Linked DNA regions of Hordeum vulgare: region 1 is linked to region 2. Evidence: chromatin contacts called from public Hi-C data. All regions are on one chromosome and are shown on one strand. Each heading gives the region's core, a stretch centred on a gene start, on an enhancer-like site or on the middle of the called end of the contact. The rest is flanking DNA. Distances are from core to core; before and after follow the strand shown.

Region 1 (5,404 bases), core at 1,481-3,980, 390 kb after region 2:
ACCTCTTTGAAGAGCCCATCCCAACCATTCTGCCTTATCTCTTGAATATCCTCCAATGTGGTTTCAATCAATCCCACAGCACGTACAATATTTTGATTTTTCAATTGCAAGCATTGTGACAGATTGTTAGTCTTGCCCAATAATCTAATCATAAGATGCAATATGAGAACAAATTCAAAAGACTCCATGTGCTTTATCAACCCCGCGGCTGTGGTTCTTTGGGCAACATTATCTGCATCATTGTGTAAATTTTCTAATACCTTTAGAACTGGTTTTTCCCTTTTCCCTCAAGAAGTTCCCCGGACTCTATTTGACGTACTATTTCATCATGTTGCTCTTGGGCTAATTGATCATGTCTTTTACAAGAAGCATTAACAATGTTAACAACCATGCTTGTGTACTCAAAAAAATCCCTTACTGATGAACAACACTTGGCAACAGCAACAACCACTAATTGTAACTGATGGGCAAAACAATGTATATAATGAGCATAAGGATTTTCCTCCAAGATCAATCTTTGCAACCCACGAAATTCCCCTCTCATGTTTGAAGCCTCATCATAACCCTGCCCTCTCAAATTAGACATAGATAAGCCAAGATTACCAAACATACCATCCAAGGCTACCTTCAGTGAAGTTGCTTTAGTGTCAGGAACATGCTCAACTGCCATGAATCTCTCAATCACCTCCCCTCGTTTGCCGAGATACCTACATAAGACAAAGGAGCATGATTAATATATAAGAACTTTAAGAAAATACACCTATAAGGCTACAATAACACACACACACAAGCAAATGTACTGACCTCAAACACATAGCCATTTGCTCCTTCATAGATGCATCTCTGGACTCATCAACAAGTAATGCAAATTTACTATCTCCAATCTCCTCAAGAATGACATTTGTGGTCTCTTTTGCACAAGCTTTGCATAAATCCTTTTGTATCTTATTTGATGTCAGCTTATGGTTCTCTCCCGCGTCCCCAATGGTAGCTGCTACATTGCGTTACCTCTGATCGAGAAGTATACTACCTGATACATCTTGCGTACCAAGTGGAATTCGATCTGGATAAGATGAAAGCATCTGGTGGACCTGCATTACTGCACCAGCCCGGAGGCGGGTGGAGGAGCGAGCACCACAACTGACTGGTCGGAGCGTGACGGGTCCAAGAGGGATGCCAACCAACGGGGTGGCTGGTCAGTGACGGACGGGGGAGTAGCCGGCCGGAAGGCCCGGGCGGCCATGTGCAACTAACATGGCGTGGGGCCTGACTCCGGCGGCAAGGCGCTGGCCTCGGGAACCGTTGCTTTCTGAAACTGATGGCCGTGCAGAGCAGGTGACACCGGCGACGCGCGGCGGTGCCATGTTAGCCTTTGCAGGCGAGGCGAGTAGGCGACGATGCAAGGGTCAGCACAGAAAATTTCCAAGAATCGTTTCGCCCATGGATGAAAAATTAGAAAACACGAGAGGCTCCGCCATGCATGCATGCATGAGCAGGGTAGCATGCAAAGGCCTGTCTGAAAGCTGTTGTTGGATTTACGTGCACTGTTCAGGCCTCGCTCTCGCCCATGCAGGGCCGAGCCATGTTACGTGTCCGTCCCGTTCACGTGAGCGACTGAGCATGTGAGTAGTCACCAACTCACCATGTGCGCTCCAGGCCCAGGAGCCCACCGGAAAGTCTTGCCTGTTCAAACCTTAATTGAGCATCAACCTTAAAGCGTGCGCTAATCATTGCAGCCGGTAGTGTGCTGGTAACTTGCTAATCGCTGGACCATGCGTGCGTGCGTGCGTGCATGGATGCATGATTCCCTTCGTGTGGGTGGCACGTACTACGTTGGTTCATTCGCTTACATATCCGTCATGCATTGGGAGCAGCTTCATGTGCTGATGCGCGTTGCGCCCCGACAAATCCACGCTTTCCTTTTTGTATCCGATGGTCCAGCGTACTCTCCGGCAGGACCAAGTAAGTAACCCAAGATTAGCAGTACGCTTGGAAGAGTGTAAACCAGGTTTGGCTGGCCGACCCTGAGCCCAGCTATCATATCAGTAAACCTTCACTCACTCCAATGTGCAAATGTAGGAGTAGTAAGAAAGGATGTAACTGAAATCGCCTAATTACTCCTTGTCAGCTTCCCACTGCAACAACCCGTTCACCGAACGGGCCAACACATGCAGCGTTCCTGGACCATGCATGCAGTCAAGTTGGGCAAGGTCGGCATGCACTTGCGCCGTTACACGCCGATCATGAGTGAGTATCTAGTAGCAGACACACCCCATGCCGCGCGGCCGAGCACCATGACTCGGAACATGACCGGATTCCCCTCCCTTGCCTCCCTCCGGCGGTCCGGCCCTGGCACACACGGCCATGCATGCCATGCATGGTGATGGTGGACACATCTGCTCGACCGCCTTGCCGCCCATGAGTTCCACGGAGTTAAGGCACGCTCTGCATGCATGCTCTGCATCCATGGCCTCTTTCACGGCCGAGTCCTGGTCCTAGCTAGGCTCAGCTCAGCAGCCGGTGAGAGGCATGTGGAGGGTAGGGCGCCCCCGGACCCCACGGCGACTCGCACCACAAGTCACACACGCGCTCGGCCGGGCAAGCGGTTGGTGCCCGTTACGTACGCCGCGCCCGATGCCGAGGACACTCGCATGTGCGCCTGATTTGTATGTATTAACTGCCGCGCGCCTCCGTGGCCGTGGTCACCCCGCACGTCAGAGCCGGCCTTCAATCTACTCCTCATTTCCTTCTTCTCCTTCTCCTTCTTCTCTTTCTCACTCACCAAATCTAGAAGAAGTGTTGATAACCTGCACGGCCCCGATCGAGCTTGCAATTGCAACCCAACCGCCACCGGCACTGAGCTTTACTTTGGCTATAAATACCCCGGCTGGGAGGAAGTAGCTCCTCACTGCCAACCAGCCATTTCGAGTCTAGCTAGCTAGCTTTAGACACCATATCCCTCGAAAGCTAAGCTAGCTTGCTGAGGATACAAGGAAGCTCCCTCCCTCCCTCCCAGCAATGGCCGCTGCCGGCGCTCTCTTCTTCGTCTTCTCCTCCTTGTGCCTCCTCGCACGACAGGCCGCGGCCGGCGGCTACGGCGGGTGGCAGAGCGCCCATGCCACCTTCTACGGCGGCGGCGACGCCTCCGGCACGATGGGTGAGTCCCCGGCAGCCAGCTGCAGCTGCTAGCTGAACTCAATGTGTCAACGCCTGTCACACACACAGACGCTCACGCTGTTCGTTGGGTTTTTGCATGCAGGCGGGGCGTGCGGGTACGGTAACCTGTACAGCACTGGGTACGGCACGAACACGGCGGCGCTGAGCACGGCGCTGTTCAACGACGGCGCGGCGTGCGGGTCGTGCTACGAGCTGCGCTGCGACAACGCCGGCAGCTCGTGCCGGCCGGGGTCCATCATGGTGACCGCCACCAACTTCTGCCCGCCCAACTACGGCCTCCCCAGCGACGACGGCGGCTGGTGCAACCCGCCGCGCCCCCACTTCGACATGGCCGAGCCGGCCTTCCTCCACATCGCGCAGTACCGCGCCGGCATCGTACCCGTCTCCTACAGAAGGTGAGAACAGAGCTTTTATTTTTTTTTACCGTACCCGTGTTATCGTGCACTCCAAACCGATGGATTGATTGACCGGGCACGAGCGGCGTCGGTCGGCTTGAAGAATGAAGATACGCCGGGGACCGCGGTCGGTTCGGTCCATAAGTTTCGATGGGGCCACGCTGCAGATTTGATACGGTGCACACCGATAGGCACGGCTACCACTCCACTGGAGCACTGCCGCCTACAGTGCAGCGCATGTGCTGTGCCGTGCCTTTTAATGTCGCAACTTCACTCTCACCGTGTGCATGTTACCTCTTCTCACTGACGCGTCGCGTGTTGAATTGATCGAGCAGGGTGCCGTGCGTGAAGAAGGGGGGCATCCGGTTCACCATCAACGGCCACTCCTACTTCAACCTGGTGCTGGTGACCAACGTGGCCGGCGCCGGCGACGCGCGCTCCGTGTCCATCAAGGGCACGCGCACCGGCTGGCAGGCCATGTCCCGCAACTGGGGCATGAACTGGCAGAGCAACACCTTCCTGGACGGCCAGTGCCTCTCCTTCAGGGTCACCTCCAGCGACGGCCGCACCGTCACCAGCAACGCCGCCGCGCCCGCCGGCTGGCAGTTCGGCCAGACCTTCGAGGGCGCCCAGTTCTAGTCCACTCCATCTCCATCTCCATCTTCTTCTTCTCCACAGGCATAAGCACTGGAGAGAAGAGACGGACTGGGCATATTTGTACTTTTGAAGAATTATTTTGGCATTCGCGTGCATGCAGTGCAGGAGGAGGAAGAAACAAAAGCCGGCCTCTTCGTTATAGTGAAGGAGGGAGGCTCCGGGCTACGCTGAGGCTGCTGATTAGCACCCGCTTAGACGTTTTCCTTCTCTCGTCTCATCAAAGTCTCGAGTTTATTGAAGACTCGAACAACCATCCATCAACTACCGTACGGACGTAGTAGCTTGGCACTCCATGAAGAAAAAGAAGAAAAGAAGTTAATAATTGCATTAGTCATCACTAGCAAAGCAGTAGTAGCACCTCTCGTGGTTGGTTTGTACTTGTACTGGGTCGTGGCCTTTGTGATGAAATTGAAGATTGCAAGGGCATATTTATGGATCGATCCATGTTGCAGCTAGCTAGCTGGCTGGCTGGCTACCCGTAGCTTACATAGAAGCCCAGCGTGGACCAGGGGACTTTCGCTGCTTGCTGGGCTGTATCTTGTCGATGGACGGACGGTCACATGGGTGGGAGACGTTTGTGGGGGCGTCCTTGTCGTGCCTTTTCTGGAGGAGAGCCACGGCCAACGTCGGTCGCCGTGCTCCGTTTCGTGTACCTACATGGTAGTAGAATAGGCTTGTGCGACGGGTCTGATGATGCGTTTGTCTTCTGTCCGTTGCGGGAGCGCCTCCGCACGCTCAAGTTTGTCGATAGCGATTGCAGGATCGATCGGCTCTCTTCCTGATATGGTTCCATGGAAACTTTCGAGATATATATGCTCCTGGTGTCGTGTAGGGGCGTTATTTTGCAGCCCACAATTGAGCGGGCAAACCGCATCCAGGGCTGGTGTGCTGGCTCTAGAGGAAAGATAGCGTACGTGATCGACCGATCGAGGACGAGAGCGTCCCATCGTATCGCAATATCACGTGGTACGTCCCTATTGCGTTTCCGGCAATTAGGATCATTGCAGACGTGCGGTACTCGTACTTGGCTGCTCGCCATTCCTTCGCTGGAACGATAATGCTCGCTCGTACAATCGGCAGGTCTAGTTTGTTTCTACCGCTGATATGACGGCAACGGTTGAGGGCTAGCTTTTGGCGGCATGAATGACTGCGCTGTCAGTTTCATGCTGGTTTCA
Region 2 (4,852 bases), core at 277-2,776:
GATCGAGCTAGACCGTCCAATCAACACGATGCGTACGTGATGGTTCATGGTTGGCTGGTTAAATAGAGTACTCGAGTAACCAGTCACGTATGTACATGTGCATATGTTGCCACGGACGTGGCATCTTTCTCTTCCTTTTGCCACGGAAGTGGTAGCTCCCGAGACAGTTTTAGTCGGCAAAGGCAGAACGGGACGGGTGAAGCTGACGGGGAACTTATTCAGCTAACCCGCGTAGCATCCAAGTGGTTGAACTGAACGTCAGTCGTCGTGGATCCATCCACGTCAGGGGCCACCCCCACTAATCCGATCCGAGCGGGGATGCCTGAATCGCGTGCGCGCCGGGTGACGACGACGGGCGCCGGGTGCCGCTGGACGTGGCGATCTCGGGGGTTGGCGCGACGGAGTTATCCCGGCGGTTGCGCGCGCCGATCGATCGCCGTCGCGTGCGGGCTAAGGCACGCCGTTAGGACGCACGCACGCACGCACGTTGCAATTGCACAGGTGGTTGGCTCGCGCGCGGATCAGCGCTTCATCTAGCGGTCACTCGTCAGACCTGTGCGTCCCCGGCGCGCCGAAAAGGGGGACGGGCGCCCATGCCGCCGACGGCGGCGGGAAGGGGGACAAGGGAGCAGATTGATCCAGCAAAACTTTTTACTCATGGTATGTCAGGTTGCCAGTACAGTGTTCCGCGCCGTCGAATATTTACATGTGCAATTCAGCACTTCGATCATGCTGTGCGTTCCGCTAGCAAGCAGCGCCTGGCAAGCATGGCAATCGTTGCCGGAAAATGGTGGCACTTGTTGAGCTTGGGCATGCAGAGCTTTGCTTCCTTGTTGTTGTGCTGTGCCGGCAGGCAAGGCAGTGGCATGCTTCGGTGCCCGATGGACTCACACGATGACCACAGCGATCATTTCGGTGCCTGCCGGCTGCTGGCTTCGGCCGCTGCTGCCGCCCTTCGCGGGCGCGCCCTCGATCACCGGCTGCCGGCAGGTGGGGCAGGAGCCGTGGGACACCAGCCAGGCGTCGACGCACCGGACGTGGAACCCGTGCGCGCACCGCGGCAGCACGCGCACCTTCTCGCCGTCCACGAACTCGCCGAGGCAGATGGCGCACACGTCGTCGATGACCTCTCCGGAGCCGTACACTTCCACGGGGAGGCTCCTCAGCACGCGCCTCTTGATGCCGCTGCCTCCACGGCTCCCACCCCGCGCCGTCGCACCTCCCTCGCCGGCGGCGCCGGCGGCGGCAGCGGCACCACGGCCCACATACCGGAGCGCGCACCGCGCCAGCGAGTTGAGCCCGATGGCGAAGAGCAGCGCGAAGAAGAGCGCCGCCAGGATGATCACCACGTTGGTGTCGAAGGGCGAGTCTGGCGCCGCTGGCGGCGCCGCGCCTCCGCCTCTTCCGTGGGCGTGGGCGTGGTCGCGGTGAACAGCCAGCCCCGCGGCGATGCTCGACGTCGGCGCCTCCGAGTCAGGACGACCCATGGTCGATGGAGTTAACCAGAGAGAGAGAGAGAGAGAGAGAGAGAGAGAGCGAGGGAGATGTCCACCCAGCTCGCTCGATCGGAGATGAGTTCGCCAGGCCACCGTTGGAAGCTATTCGAACTGGATTGATGCCCGTGGTAGCTGCTGTTCGTGTCTGTCACTCTCTGCTCCGTTGGTGGAGTATATATAAGAGGGCGCGGTCCCGGCGCGCACCATTGTTCTTGGGGGGGTTGCGCGGGTGTACTTTGGAAAAGGGCGCCAGTTGCACCCTGCAGCTGGTGCAGGGATAGGGACACGCGCGTGAGTGCGGCCGGGTGCACAAGCCTTTTGGTCGCTTTGGGGTTGGAGGCAATACGGGGCTAGGAAGGATCTCCTCCGCGTGGGCTTTCCTTGCGTGCATACAGCGAACGAACCCGGGGCTTTGGAGTTGGGTATCTGCATCTCTCGACAGCCAACTTGCCGTGCGCCGGCGAACAAACGGTTCGCTGCAAGTTTAAGAGCATCTACGGTCCAACATAGCAAATATGATTCCATAAGGGAGTTGTTAGACGTGAAACACTGACCACAGCAACCACCTCCGAAAATTGTGGAGGGGCGATCTGGGGCGATCTGCACGCGACCGGGGGAGAGGGGGGGGGGGGGGGGGGTTAGGCCATGAGATGGCTTCGCCGCCGGGCAGCTCTGTATCCGGTCGCGTCAGCGGTCGGTTTTGGGCACTCGCAAACGAGGAGATGGATTGCAACGACGAAGATGACCAACCGGCATTTTCTCCTACACCCTCCTACCTCGTTTTGTGAATTCATTTTGGTCGGATACTCCAAGGAGCAGGTTGCAAAGTTCATCGACGAATTCGTTCCACAGTCCGACGAGGCTTGGAAGGGGCTTTAGGACAACAACGATGACAAGGTGGAGGTTCTCCGTCGGGTGGTTCACCGGCGAACTTCGGCAAACGCGGTTAGACCTTGGAAGGGGCCATTACCTAAGGTACGTCTACCATCACTAACTTTAGCGGATTTTATCGATTCTTGGAAACACGTGCCAGTCAAGAAGGAATGTTGACAGTCGGCGGCACTACAGCGGCGGCCGGCCACAACCTCGGCCAGACCGGATCGTGGGATCCGAGAGGCGAGGGAGATACGTTTGAGATCATTAATTGACCAGCTACAGGGGGCGGTTTTGCAGCCTGCTGGACCTGATACAGCTGGGTATACGACCCAAGCTGATATACGAGTCCTGCTCGGCGATGCTTTACCAGGGAACGAGTCTGATTCTATCTCTGGCGATAATCTTTTTAACTCCAATACCGATCGCAGGACCACGGAGATTGGATGCGGTCGGGAGACTCTCGGCCTAGCGATAGAAGAAATCCTACACCAGGTTTCCCATCGCGGTTTTCTAAGGCTTCGCGTATTCCAGCGCTGCAACCTATGGCGGCGAGGCAATCACCACCCGTGGTGTCGCAGGTGGCGATGACGACCGGGGCGACAGCGCCTGCGGCAGCACATGTCGCTGCGCCAGGGTCGACTGTCTCTGTCGCTGGGGAAGCTGCTGCTGCAGCAGGGCCGAGTGCTTCGGTTGTTGCTGCTGGCTCGCGGCAGGGAGAGCAGCGTCCTCCCACCCATGGGCGCGGCGCTCCTGCTGCAGGACGAGGTGGGTCTAGAGGACTTCACCGCGGTGGCGGTGGGGGATACCAAGGTTACAGAGGGTACCCAAATCAATGGAACGAGTATGCCGGCGGTCCGGGTGGGAGTCGCACCGTAGGAGGTCCCGGGGGAGGTGCTAATCAGTATGGTCCCTTCCTACCCCCCAAGGTAATTTTGTGGAGGGTGCTCGAGGTGCAAATTTTCGGCAAAGAGGCGTCGGTGGAGTACGCAACTTTGGCAGGAACAATTCGGGACCGATGTGGAAGGAGGTTCCTCAAGAGGTCGTGGAGGAAGCCAGTGCTACCGGGGCCACTCTACCGCCTAAAACGGCGGAGGACAGGGAAGTTGCGCGAGCCAACAAGGCTGCTCGCAAAAAAGAAAAATTGACATGTTATAGATGTGGGGTACCCGGTCACTTTGTTGTGGACTGTACCACAGCTCTTTGCGACATCTGTCAAAAGCCTGGTCATATTGATACGGCTTGCCCACTGCTTTCAGCTCCTAAGCCGGTCATGAGCATTTATGGTGTTTGTCACAGCAAACTCATGTTTTTTGAGACACCAAGATCCACTTCAGTTCTTACTCCACCCCGTCTTGAGAGTTCAAGGAAGGGTCTCGTCAAGGTCACAAATGGTGATTTGACTGCGGAGCAGGTTTCTCAACAGATGAGAAGGCTGGTGTCTGAGGCTTACATTTGGGAACCAATAAGAGTAGATCAAAGTACCTTCCAGGTTGAGTTTCCTAGAAGAGAGGATCTGCAGCGCTTACTCACTTTTGGGGTCAGTAAGGTTAGTGGTAGCAAGTGTTTACTTGAGTTTGAGGAATGCATTAAACCAGCACCGCAGGGTACTAGGTTGCAGAAGGTTTGGATCAGGTTCTCAGGCATTCCAGAAATTCTTCTTAACGACTTCCTCATCGTATGGAGCCTTGGATCTTTGATTGGGAAGACTGAGAAAGTCGACATGCCTTTTACTCGCAAAAAGGGGATTGCCAGATTGCTTGTGATGGTGCTTGATGTTGAGCAGATGCCTGATTTTGCTCCGTGGTCTTATGATGGTGTGCACTATGACCTTGATGTGGAGGTCGAGAAGGTGTCACAAAAGGAGCCTAATGGGGCGGATATTCACATGGCCGATGGGGAGGATAGGGACAAGGATCATGGAGATGCTAATGATCGACAGTTCGATCAGTCAAAGGAAAACATTAACCCTCCTCCCGCCTCTAGTAAGGAGAAACCGCTTCTTATTGGAGGTGCATCTTCTACATCTAATTCACCCATGGCTGCACTTCGTTTTGGGTCTTTTGATGTTATGAGTGCATCATACAACCTTGGGAGTGCTTTTGTACAAAAGGAGGTGGATGTTGAGGCAACCCCTTTTGTTCTAATCCAACGTTCTGCATCCACATCAAATCTGGTTTTACCCCCGCACAAGCTTAGTCATGAGAAGAGAAGACCATTCTCTGCAGTACCGCCGGCTAGGAGGGCCGATCCACTGCATTTGCATGTGCAGGATAACACGCAGAAGGCGTTCTGTCCTCCTTCTCCTACATCTCCGGCTCTGAGGGATGTGTCATTGCTTATGAGAGACAGTTTGCACGAGGAGAGATGTTCTCCTAGTCCTGCTTTTTCTCCTCAGGCTGCTGAAAATAAGTTGCAGCCAGCGGTTCAAAATAATATTCTTACTTCGAATTGTAAGCAGCAAGTGCTTTTTTTCCAAGTAT

What was found. A called contact is a pair of places that touch in the nucleus more often than the background predicts.
Region 1: a contact with region 2 is called in a Hi-C map of seedling, with 3 times the contacts expected there. The contact joins the promoter of LOC123444697 here to the promoter of LOC123444687 in region 2. A contact is called at or near these places in 2 of 6 Hi-C or Micro-C datasets (leaf and seedling).

Annotation. Positions count from the first base shown.
Region 1 is chr1H:453,810,731-453,816,134 of MorexV3_pseudomolecules_assembly, forward strand. LOC123444697 (expansin-A4) reads left to right here and starts at 2,731. Exons shown (of 3, transcript XM_045121509.1): 1 at 2,731-3,157; 2 at 3,260-3,572; 3 at 3,908-4,667. The coding sequence starts at 3,019. The coding sequence ends at 4,211.
Region 2 is chr1H:453,423,971-453,428,822 of MorexV3_pseudomolecules_assembly, forward strand. It overlaps LOC123444687 (RING-H2 finger protein ATL74-like), which reads right to left and starts at 1,527. Exons shown (of 1, transcript XM_045121497.1): 1 at 634-1,527. The coding sequence starts at 1,487. The coding sequence ends at 888.